2 separate regions of the Mus musculus genome follow, and region 2 is linked to region 1. A link is a contact called in public HiChIP or PLAC-seq data. All regions are on one chromosome and are shown on one strand. The core of a region is the stretch at or near the end of the contact, and the rest is flanking DNA. Distances in the headings are between cores, read along the strand shown.

Region 1 (5,953 bases), core at 1,199-3,698:
ATCTGGGGCCCAAGTGCTGGGAGAAGAGAACCGACTCCCACAAATAGTCCTTTGATTTCCACAGGTTTGCTGTGGCACATGTATAACCTTCCCACACATACACCACCCACGTGCATGTACGTGCACACATATACATACACACACACTAAATAATGTAATATAATTTTAAAAGATTAAGAAGGCAAGGGAAAAGAAAAAAATCCAAATGCAGCTAGCGAAGTGACTCATCAAATTCAAGGTATAACAAACTTATTAGAAACCATGGAAACCAGATTGCTTGTGAACAACATATTCAAACGATGAAAGAAACGGACTAAAAATACATATCTGCAAAACCATATCCTTCAAAACTGAAGGAATAATCAAGATACTATCTGATAAACATATTGAGGCAATGCGTCACTAGCAATTCTTTTCTGCAAAAACTGCTAAAGGAGCTGGCTGGGGCAATACGGACTTGTAGATCCACTCAAGAGACTGATGCAAAAGGATTTTTTTAGTTTGTCTTAAGCAACAAGACATCATTTATTATAAACAAGTATGAGAGGGAGTCTTTTATGGGAAAATGAAACAACTAGACACATATTACAAATTTCAAATGGTTAAACGTTAATTAATAGTAAAAGGTCATGCCCAAACAAATATAAAAGACAGTACTCTGTTGTCAATGTTTTCTTCAAATTTAAGAGGCAATCATAGAAAACAATAATTGTGAAACTATACTGATGGCAATACAATATAAGAGGATGTAAATTGTACAGCTACGATGTATTTGGGGTGGGTTCTCCCTATTTCAATCAAGGAAATCAAAGGAACAATTCTTTAGGTGAGGATCCCTGCTCAAGTGAATCTAATTTGTAGCAACTTGACATTAAAACCAACCATGACAGCAGCTAATTGGTGCTGGTGGAGGGGAGTCATTAACTTTAGTGGTGTGAATTGTCCTGTGGCTGTGGATAACTTCACAGCCATACTCCTGTTGGCAAACCTGCTTAAACCCAGTGGGTAACCAGCAAAACCAACCAAAGTAAAACAATCAAAGAACCCTGCAACTGGGGAGGTGGGGGTGTGCTTGAAGGAGGGAGCCTAGGAGATGGAAGGGGGATAAGAGGGTGGAGCAGGTGAATGACATTTTCAAAGAGTAAATGAAAAAGAAAATAAAACAACAAAGAAAGAGAGAACTGGAATTAATATATCAAACTAATAAATTTTAAGATGAAAATAACTGGTAGAGAAAGGGAAGAAGCTTTTGTAATGATGAACATTTTTAGTTAACAGAAAGGTTACACACAGAGACAATTACACACACACACACACACACACACACACACACACACACACACACACACACCATGACAGTACCATAGTCCACAGAAACAAAGACTGTTGTAAATATATGGAGAAATGAGCAGCTGTACAAAATGAAATTAGTATGGAAAAAATGACATACACAATAGAAAAACTGTAAGAAAAAAATCAGTAAAACAGAAAAAAGTGTGTTATAGAACTTATGAGTTTAATATGGTTAATATGGTTAACAATTAAACATTTTAAATGTCTTGAAGATATACTGGATTTTATGGTGTGATTTGAATATATTCGACACTGGTGAAGAAAATTTGATCTATTCTACCAGTTGCTTGCTTATTTAACACATGAGAGAGAAATGAGAACTATCAGACACTTTATTTATTTTTTTAGAATTTCATACACTTGCGTTTTATATACATAATTTTCACCCTCCTTCCACCCCAAACACCTCAAATTCATGATCTCATCTTCTTTGATTATTGTTATTACATAGACATATAAATGCATTATAGAGCCTGCTGAGTCCATTGTGTTCTTCTCTTATGTATGTACGGCTTTGAAGGCTGAGCTGAGCACCTGGGACTATCACCTGTCAGGACCTTGTCCTCCTCTAAGAGCAGTTGTTAAATGTCTAGAGCTCTTCATCTCTGGGTGAGTCTATTAGCTACATGAAATTCTCACACCACATCACTTATCAAATTCATTTCCTGTTTTATTATATCTGTAAATGATTTTATGTTGTGGCATGCATGTGCACATACACATGATTAAAAAAAAATGAAACAAAAAAGCATCCTGCAAACACTAAAATCCAAAGTGATCAATTCATTATATAGTACCTACCATTTTAAAAAATCAAAATGAGATAATTCTGCTTCGTAAGGCAAGTAGAGACTGTCAAGAAAAAAATTAAAACTCATCTTCATGTATAACAATGACATTTTTAATTATGAGTCTGTAAGCTTCTTTGCTTGGATTTTGGCATCATGTGTTGTGATAATAGCAATATTGATGAGGTTTTCTGTTTTCAAAGGCTGGGAGTCCTGATTTATCTTCCCAGATGTTCCCAATAGCTGTGTCTGTGCTTTTCAGTGTTAAGTAAGTGCATGTCTGGGACCACAGTGTTCCATCACCATGGTTTCACTAGATTTAATAAGCTGTTGCTTAGCAAACCCACTCGTCATCCAGCTATTTTCTCTTTGCACTGTCTTCACGTTATGTCCCTGGTAAAATGTAGCTGAGCCTCTTGGTAATGGAAAATACCACTCTCCACGTAAAATGTAATCTTCACATTTGGGGCTGGGTTCTTTTTTCTTTTTTCCTCAAGTCAGAATGCCAAATATCAGAGGGCATTATAATCCAGTGGTAAAAATAGAATCTCTGGAACAAGCAGATATATTCACCTCTCGGGCTCTTTGACCTTTTGTCAATCACTAATCTCCCTATGTCTCATATTCCTCATTTGTAAAACATAATCATTACATTCATCTCAGAAGGACACCATGAGGAGTAATTTAGATAACATAACTAAAATGCACCTGACACTTCATATGGGCCCATCCATTGTTACTGACATCAAGAGAATAAGGAGATGGTGATAACAAATCTTCCTAATATACATCAACTTCTGTATCGAACTTAATTGATGATCCAGTGAGAATTTTAAATGCTGCATGAATGCAGAATTGAAATGCCTGCTTGCCACAGCTGGCAGAACTCTATGAAGCAATTATACATTTACAATCAGCACAGCATTTATAATGCATCTCAAGGGTCAGAGGCCATTTCTGTGAGTCTAACTGACCTAGGTATCTTGCCATATGTATTTTTTATTTTGTTACATTTCTACTAGTTGTTTATGCACATACATTATACTTACACAGGTATGTACACACATGTACATATGTCTACATATCTATATCTATAGTAACTGTGAGCATATATATTAATATAAATTTTCAGTTATCTGAGTACAGGTAATAAGATCCATGAGACTCAATGTATCCATCTTACCTAGCCACAACTAACTTGTTGGTTTATACTGTGCAGGCATCCATTAGGAAAAATGCACATGTATATACAATGTAAACTAGCAAGTTTTGCTAAGTGCTGTCTTTAGCACTAGAATACATAATGGCCCTTTAGATAATCTATTAATAGTCAGGGGGTCAGATTTACCCTTATAAATTGGCAGATAGAAGTAATTTATTTATAACTGTTCTACTGTGGTGGGGTGAAGTGGATGCTCATAACTAAATAGATCAGGTCCAGGAAAAATTTGAGGCTGCCTAGGAGAAGAATAAAGAAATAAAGACAAAGGGTGGTTGATTGGAGTCCGAGAAGAAAACCATGAAAGAAGCATGAGAAATGAGGGATTTTTCCAGCAAAACCCTGAACCTCTACTCCCTCATATCTTCATGGCTGCCTTGATAAAGACAAATTCTTTATGGAAAGCCTGAAAATTCTTGGATCCTTGTTCAGATTTGGTGCCTGGGGAGGAAATAAGAGTCTATGTGTCTAGATATCAAACACTAAGTTTATATTTAATCTACAAGAACAACCCTTGTGCAAGTGACAGAATGTGGCTCATGTGAAAAGAGAATCATGACCATTCCTACATTACCTAAGTAGCAATATTGTCTTCTAGGGATTTCTACTGTCCCCTCTCAATATCTGTTTCTCCCTTTTCATGGTCTCTCCTTTACTTTCATATCCTACACATGTATGTGCACACTCTCTCTCATATGAGAGAACACAGATGATATTTGCCTTTCTGATTTTGGCATATTTCATTTAACCTACTGACCTCCAGTTCCATGTACTTTCTGCAAATGTAATACCATTTTTCTTATGGCTTAATGAAACTCCATTCTAGATATGAACTATCTCACTCTGCTCAAGATGTCTATTTTGAAGAAAACAAATGACAACAGATGCTGGGGAGGATGTGGAAATAGGGAACTCTTAAACAGTTGCTGGGAAAGTAAACTGGTTCAGCCACTTTGAAAATCAATGCAGATCTCTCTCCCCTCTCCCCTCTCCCCTCTCCCCTCTCCCCTCTCCCCTCTCCCCTCTCCCCTCTCCCCTCTCCCCTCTCCCCTCTCCCTCTCCCCTCTCCCCTCTCCCCTCTCCCCTCTCCCCTCTCCCCTCTCCCCTCTCCCCTCTCCCCTCTCCCTCTCCCCTCTCCCCTCTCCCCTCTCCCCTCTCCCCTCTCCCCTCTCCCCTCTCCCCTCTCCCCTCTCCCCTCTCCCCTCTCCCCTCTCCCCTCTCCCTCCTTTGCCCAGGCTGGCCTAGAACTCACAATCAGCTTAAGTGTTAGCATTACAGCATTTAGTGGCTCCTTCCCTTTCCTTCTCTCCCCCTCTCTCTTCTGGTCTCCCTGCCTCTCCTCTGTTTGTGTATTTCTCCTGTATGGGGTGACTCAAAGTGAGTAATTGAAGCCTCTGCCATTAGTTGTGTGGGTTAACTACCCTGGAAGCATATCTCCAGCCCTAGTGATAATGCTTGTAGACAACTGATAGGTGATGGGTTACAATTGAAGTTTTAGCAAAAACCTCAAGAAGAGCTCTGTACCAAATCACTGGCAAAACACCTCTTACATTGTTGACTTGTCTATGAGTGAAATAATACATATTAATGTTATAAGCTGCTATGTTTGGAAATGAATTAGTTCTGCAATGATAGATAACTACAAAATGGGATAAAATAGAAACTAAAGAATGATGACATGCAGCTTAAATGAATGTGTAAAATTAAAAACCCATTGAAACATTATTGAGAAGGCAGAGGGGCAAGAACTAGCCAGCAGAAAAGCAAGTGCAATCTTCAGCAACCCAGAGCAAAATATGCATCTCTGTCCTTTATAGCAAGAGATAGTTTGAATTAAAACTGGGCTATTTTATCTCTTATCATCCATTCAAAAATTGTCACCCATTTGGACTAAAGTCTCAACTTTCCCCTGAAAATGTTAAGTAACAGTACAAGTCACATAAAGATGTATTGTCAGAAAAAAATGCTAGGAAAAAATGGAAATAAATTTTAACAGTGAAAATGGTGGCAAAACTAGGTGTACTAATATAGCTCTGTAGTTCTAGCATCTAGGGAGGCTCAGCTAGGAGGCTGGCTTAAACCTGGGAATAAGAGTGGGTACCACAGTGAGAACTCATCTCAAATAAATGGTGGCAAGTGATGTGAATACGTAACAGAAGGATTCCTCCAGTGATCACTCTTCAGTGTGTAGTGTATGGAAAGGACAAACATGCTAACAGATTTTGGAGATAATCATCTAAATTAATTTTCAAATAAAAACTTTCTTAAAATACTGACCAAGTAGAGAAGATGAATGAAATGAACTGGCTTTCCACCGAGAATTTCTCTTTACCAAGGCAGCCATGAAGATTTCAGGGAGTAGAGCATTAGTCTTCAGGGTTTTGCTGGAAAAATCCCTAAACGTGAAAACAAAGTTTAAAGTGCCAAATTCCAAAAATTATACAGGGGCTAAATAAGCCAACAGCATATTTTAAATGGCCTACAGTACTTAAAAAAAAAGATCTAAATTGAAAAAGAAAAAACAGTGATTCTGATAATAATTTTAAAGTATTAGAAATGGTGATTTAATTTCCTGTATGGTATCATGTTCCTT
Region 2 (5,953 bases), core at 961-3,460, 91 kb before region 1:
TTAGGAATATATACCTATATGTATATACATATATTCAGGGAATAACCATTAGTGGGGAAAAAAAAGAAGCCTGAATTGGAAGGACAGTATGGGAGGGTTTATGGGACGGTTTGGAGGGAGGACAAGGAAGGGAGAATTGCTGCAATTATAATCTCAAGAATGAAAAGAAAGACTGAAAATATAGTAGTATTTAGCATTAACTTTCACAGAGATAGGAAGCAAGCTGGACAGACCAAGCCAGAGAGATCAGCTTTTTCTGTATAGAACAAATCAGAGGACTGGGATGTTCAATAAACTCATCAAAGGCTTGGAACAGATACACACCAGCCCCAAACTCTTGTTCCCAGTTCTGATTTCAATGACTGTTTCTCTCCAGCAGGCATCTCCTTTCTACCCGCGCACAGGTGTCTGAGCCTCACTGGGTCAAGTTGTGCTGGCAATGCTGTTGCCAGTGACACGCATCACCCACCACAGAGTTCATTCGCTAGATAAGGCCATATCCTGGTCCACAAACTCTACCAAAAAGCTGGGAGCTGCCAAAGTCTATGAGCCCCACAGGGTTAATTTCCCAGTAGGATTCCCAGCTGAGACACTGTCAAACACATGCTTCATCCCTTCCAGTGAAACAAGCAGAAAATATCCATTTACCTTCCAAGAACTGAGAGCACATATGAGGGGCGGGAGCAATGGCTCAGCAGTTAAGAGAACACTTGCTGCTCTTCCAGAGGAATCGAGTTAGGTTGCCAGCACCCATAGCGAGCAGATCTCAAGCACCTCTAACTCAGTCCCAGGGGGTCCCACGCCCTCTGCTAACCCCTCGTGTATACAGCACACAGGGCACAAGCACACGGGGCGCGCGCGCACACACACACACACACACACACACACACACACACTCACACCAAACCATTTTTTCAAAAACGGAACACATGTAAAATCTTTCCACCACATATTCCCTCAAGGCGCATTTCTTAAATGCCACTCTCACCTGCTGCTGCTGCTTGCAACGCACTTAGAGGCAAATCTGTGCTTACTAGGCAGTAAAGGCTTTTCGTTGAATTCGCACAACTCTGAAGCCAGTGCTTGAGTTACATCCACTTTCAAGGGGGAAAGCCAGGCTCAGAGAGGTGAAGGATCTGAGCAAGTTCACGCTTCAAATGACACAAGAAAAGCAGCATGCCTGGCTATGGGGCCTCCCTTGGGGGAGTAGGAACTGACTCATTACTCTTTGGGGCAGGCCGAAATGAACTTGAGCGAGCGAGGAAGCTGCCTGGGAGAAGCAGGTGGTACTTAGAGAGTGGAGGATGGAGGGGAGGCATTTCAGGCAGAGGAACCTGAGCAGAGAGAAGGAGTGGACAAAGTTCAGAGTGTGCACCGAGGGGAGCGAGTCGAGGCAGGTAAGCTGGCTGGCCGGCCTAGAAATCCAGGATCCAACCGCACCATACCATCTCTCTGCTCCCCATTCCCACCCATTGTCTGAAGCCTGCCTGTGGTCTCCCTTCAAATGCCTTTCTGTCTCTCAGTCCCCATGGCAACAGCTCACTTTCATCCAGCTGCTTCTTATTCTAATTGCTTCCTCTGTGGCCTGCCAGGAAGTACTCTGGCCTCCGTGAGGCTGCGCAAATCTAAGCCTGATCTTCTCACTGCCCCCGCTTAATTGACCAGGCGAACACGTAGCAGGGTACAGGCTCTGCGTCTCCTGCGCACTGCTGCCTCCCCTCACCCACCGCTTTGGTCATTAAGTCTATTCTTCGGGTCCCTGATGGGCCCACGAATTAATTAGCCACACATAAACGCCTTCTGAAAACCCAGGCGGGAGAGTGAATATGCTGTGTAAGCCAAGGCAGCCAAGGAGGGCTGGGGTCAGCTGACCTCTTGCAAGCCTGTGCCCCGCCGCACCCCTCCCCCACCCCACCCCACCCCTCTCAGCCCGCCTTTGGTGAGACTGGAAGGGCCCACTGCTTGCCAAAAGCTATGAACCAATAGGATAATGTGTGCACCTGCCTAAAGAAGACCGACATTCTCTTGCGCGCAGGACAAATCCCTGCAACCCCCCGCCCCCTAGCTGTCTTAACTACCATTGTGGGACTCAAAATGCAGCCCGCTCCTTTTCCTTTCGGCTAGCGGAAGTTCCTGTGCGGGAGAGTCCCACTTCCTCTTGGGTGTTTGGCGTGTGCGTGGCAGGAGGGGCGGGGCCAATGCTGCTCTGGTTTCTTGCGCGCTTGGCGCTACAGGGAGTGCGGGCGGCGACTCCTTGCGCAAGTCAGCTTGCCTGGGAAAGGGCTTTGTGGCTGAAAGCGACTGGTTCCTTGCCACAAAGGCTCCGCTGGCGTTTGCGGTTCAGCGGCCGTCCCTGAGTAAGATAGCCACTTTTCTCCGACGCTGCCAATAGCCTTCTCCAAGTGCTGCAGGCTTTCATCGCTTTGCAGGAGCCATGCCTCGGGGACGGAAGAGTCGGCGCCGCCGGAACGCAAAGGCAGCTGAAGAGAATCGCAACAATCGCAAGAGCCAGGCCTCAGAGGCTTCAGAGACCCCGATGGCGGCTTCTGTAGCCCCGAGCACACCCGAAGAATACCTGAGCGGCCCGGAGGAAGACACAAGCACCCTGGAGAAGGCCTCCAGTACCCCTTCAGAAGCTTCGAGCACTGCCCTAGTGCAAAAGCCGGTTACCCGGAGCAATTTTCAGGGCACCAAGAAAAGTCTCCTAATGTCCATATTAGCCCTCATCTTCATCATGGGCAACAGCGCAAAGGAGGCCCTGGTGTGGAAAGTGCTGGGGAAGTTAGGGATGCAGCCTGGGAGGCAGCACAGCATCTTTGGAGATCCGAAGAAGGTCGTTACAGAAGAGTTTGTGCGCAGAGGGTATCTGATTTATAAGCCAGTGCCCCGCAGCAGTCCAGTGGAGTATGAGTTCTTCTGGGGCCCTCGAGCACACGTGGAATCTAGCAAGCTGAAAGTCATGCATTTTGTGGCAAGAGTTCGGAACCGATGCTCCAAAGACTGGCCATGTAACTATGACTGGGATTCAGATGATGATGCAGAGGTTGAGGCTATTCTCAATTCGGGTGCTAGGGGTTATTCTGCTCCATAGAGAGATCCTAGGCAAACCCTTAGGAGTGGAAAAGAGAATCCAAAGTATCTGCTCCATGGAGTAGATAGGCAGGGTCCTGAATTCAAAAGGTTGTGGAGGGTGGGGAGGGCACTGTATTTGGTATTTGTGACCAGTGCTAATTGTTAAACTGCAAAGTAGTGTTTGCTATAGATATTGTTATCTTGTATTCATTTTATAACACTGTTGACTAAGAATCACAATATGTTTAAATATATACTTGAGGAAAAGTTTATGTTATTTTTTTCTGTCGTTGGCATTTGATATTAACAGCTGTGCTAACCTTATTAAATGAAGTCTTTGTGTCATGTTGTGTGATGGATAGAAAGTACCACTGAGAGGCTGTTCTTTGAAAGTTTGGAATAACCAGTAAAGTGTGAGTGGAAGAAGATTACAGATTTGTTCTGTCTTTCCCTTGTGTCTGATGTCTTGTAATGGAACACATTTGTAAATATGCTCACTGTGCAAATAGTATAAATAAAAGCATAGTAAACAGAATGTTTTGTTCATTTATTGTCCACCTGTTAAATGAGGACCAAATTTAGATGCTGGGAATAGTCCTTAACAGAAAGCATCTAGTTTCCAAGAAATTTCAAGATTGTGGGAGGGGGTGGGGAATGGAAATGCAGTAAGTGTTGTAGGGAATGGGCAGGGACTAAGGAGAAGGAAGACAAACTGATGACATCATTTGGGGAATAGAACAGAAAAAAAGAGGGTATCACAGGATGCTTTAAAACCCAAGGAGCATTTCTAGAATGCAGAAGACAGTAGGAAGGGTGGCCATATTACTTGGTATTGAGTGTGGAACTGGATACTTAACAGACCTTGACAGGAGCCATTGGCAAAGACCTGAAAACATTCTAAAATAATAAAGAAGTAGAAACGACACTAAAATTATCTTGAGAGAGGATGGTAGGGTAAAAATAGACTGCTGTGGAGTAGCAGTAAGAGAAATGGAAGAGACTAAGAAGATCCTTGGGGTCCTTAGGTAAATATTGGGTGGGGAAGTAAACTTAGGGTCACTGGGGAGAATAAGGATACTCAGGACATAGAAATTCCTCAATGACATATTCAGGTATGTTAAGGGAGAAGAACAGAACAAGAAAAAAGTCAGGAGAAGAGGGGAAGAGAACCAGGACATCATAAGAAGGCTGTTGCACTTTACAAAAAGACAGTGACACTGAGGTCACCAACACTCATGGTGAATTGGGGACAATGGGAAAAGGGCTTTGAAACACCTGGATTTCTGATGTTGAAGGATACTGAGAGAAGACTGGACATGTAACTTCATAGCATTGGAGTTTCTTGCTCTGCACATAATCCAAAATACTCAGTGTGTGTGTGTGTGTGTGTGTGTGTGTGTGTGTGTATCTGTTTGTCTGCCTGCCTGCCTGCCTGCCTGCCTGACTTTCTGCATGCCTGTCTGTTTCTCTCTCTGTGTTTTCAGGGGCAAGGTAATATTATTCCATATTTCCCTTGAGGTAGTGAAGTACCTACAACTGTAGAGATCTGGGAACCTCCTCCCCATTCTCCTTAGGGACTTGCCTGAGAACATGTACAAGAACAACTCACCAGCTCTAGAGCTGACCACAATTAACACGAGGAAAGTAATAAAAAGAACAGACTGGGGTCTCCTAGGGAGCATGAAGGACAGGCACCTAGCCCAGGCACACCATACAGAGTACAGTGGTCAAGACACTTTCATCCCTCCTTCACTAGAGTCTCACCTGACTTCTGTCTGAGACAAGGCCCAGTCTCTGGCTGCAGCACGGGATGGCAAAAGATTTATGCAAAGCCCAAGGACACACAGGCAGCAGTCTGCAGGCTAAGGATGCTTCCATCAGAAGCAGAGTGGACGAGGTTTCAGAAGCTCCAAACACAGATGATGAGTGGCTTCTATGTCACAGGAAGGGCCAGAGAAGCCTGGCACAGGTAATCAAAGAGGCTTGTCACCACCCCTGAAGGCACATGTTTGTCAGTCCCTCTCAAGGGGTAGGCAGCAAAGGAATCCAGGGGAGAGGTCAGCACACAGCATTCTGGGCCAGAGCCACACAAGTGGCAGACCTGAGACAAGACCCTGCTTCTTTCTCCACATCCCCAGACTGCCTTATACTAGGCTGCCCTGCCATCTGTTATGGCTTGCCAATGCCCACTCCCAGGGCCTCTGCCTTCAAAGGAAATGTGACTTTCAGCCCCAGCCATCAATTCCATGCAGAGGGAGAGAGACCCACTCAATCTGCTCAATTCATAGGAGGTTCCTCTTAGCAGTTCCTCAACTCCAGGAAAGTCAGCTAGGGAGTAGGAGAGCCTGTAGCAGAAAGGTTGCTCCAGTATTTCATGAGTGCCAGGGGAGGGCCACATTTGGTTTTGCCAAGCCAGGATGATCAATGGGCCAGTTTTACAAAAGTGCCAGCTAGCTCAGGGCCAGATGTGATTTATGTCCATCTAAAGCCTGCCTGAGTATGTTGATGGTGTCTTGGGAGTAAAGGTCCAAATGCCTAATATGCTTATCAGTGAGTACAGGCCCATAGCCTGATGAAGACCCAGAGTGGGACTACCCTTTCCTTATGGGGGGGAGGGAGAACAGGAGTAAGCCTGCAGCTTTACTCTGTACCAGAGATAGAAGCTGGAATTCCCAAAGCTCCAGCAGAAAGCTCTGTCCTGCTTACATGTGGAAGCAGAGGGTAGGGTGGCCTGCTTTGCCCCGGGGCAGAAACTCCAAGGAGCTCTGCTCATCTGCCTCCAGGATCAGTTCTCCCGCCATACTACTGAAGTAGTGCAAAGGGCCCCTTCCTTTGCTGGAGTAAGAACTGAGGGAGGCAAGATGCCCAGTGGCTGTGAGAA

What was found. HiChIP or PLAC-seq counts read pairs in DNA pulled down with a chosen protein or histone mark.
Region 2: a contact with region 1 is called in an H3K4me3 HiChIP or PLAC-seq map of neural progenitor cells, with 23 read pairs. The contact joins the promoter of Mageh1 here to the enhancer-like site in region 1. A contact is called at or near these places in 2 of 39 promoter capture datasets (cranial neural crest and embryonic stem cells), 5 of 484 Hi-C or Micro-C datasets (embryonic stem cells and nephron progenitors), 1 of 115 datasets of contacts at active chromatin or transcription factors (neural progenitor cells) and 1 of 9 other capture datasets (adipose tissue).

The regions. Positions count from the first base shown.
Region 1 is chrX:152,942,891-152,948,843 of GRCm38.p6, reverse strand. No RefSeq gene overlaps it. Among named protein-coding and RNA genes, the nearest start is that of Usp51, 61 kb to the left of the region's middle. Within about 2 kb of position 2,448, at least 19 of the 459 cell types and tissues checked have an H3K27ac peak or open chromatin away from gene starts, as enhancers often do. A contact at or near this core is called in neural progenitor cells, where this site is marked.
Region 2 is chrX:153,033,820-153,039,772 of GRCm38.p6, reverse strand. It overlaps Mageh1 (melanoma antigen, family H, 1), which reads left to right and starts at 2,210. Exons shown (of 1, transcript NM_023788.3): 1 at 2,210-3,607. The coding sequence starts at 2,435. The coding sequence ends at 3,091. It overlaps 9530051G07Rik (RIKEN cDNA 9530051G07 gene), which reads right to left and starts at 2,144. Exons shown (of 4, transcript NR_040272.1): 1 at 2,079-2,144; 2 at 989-1,334.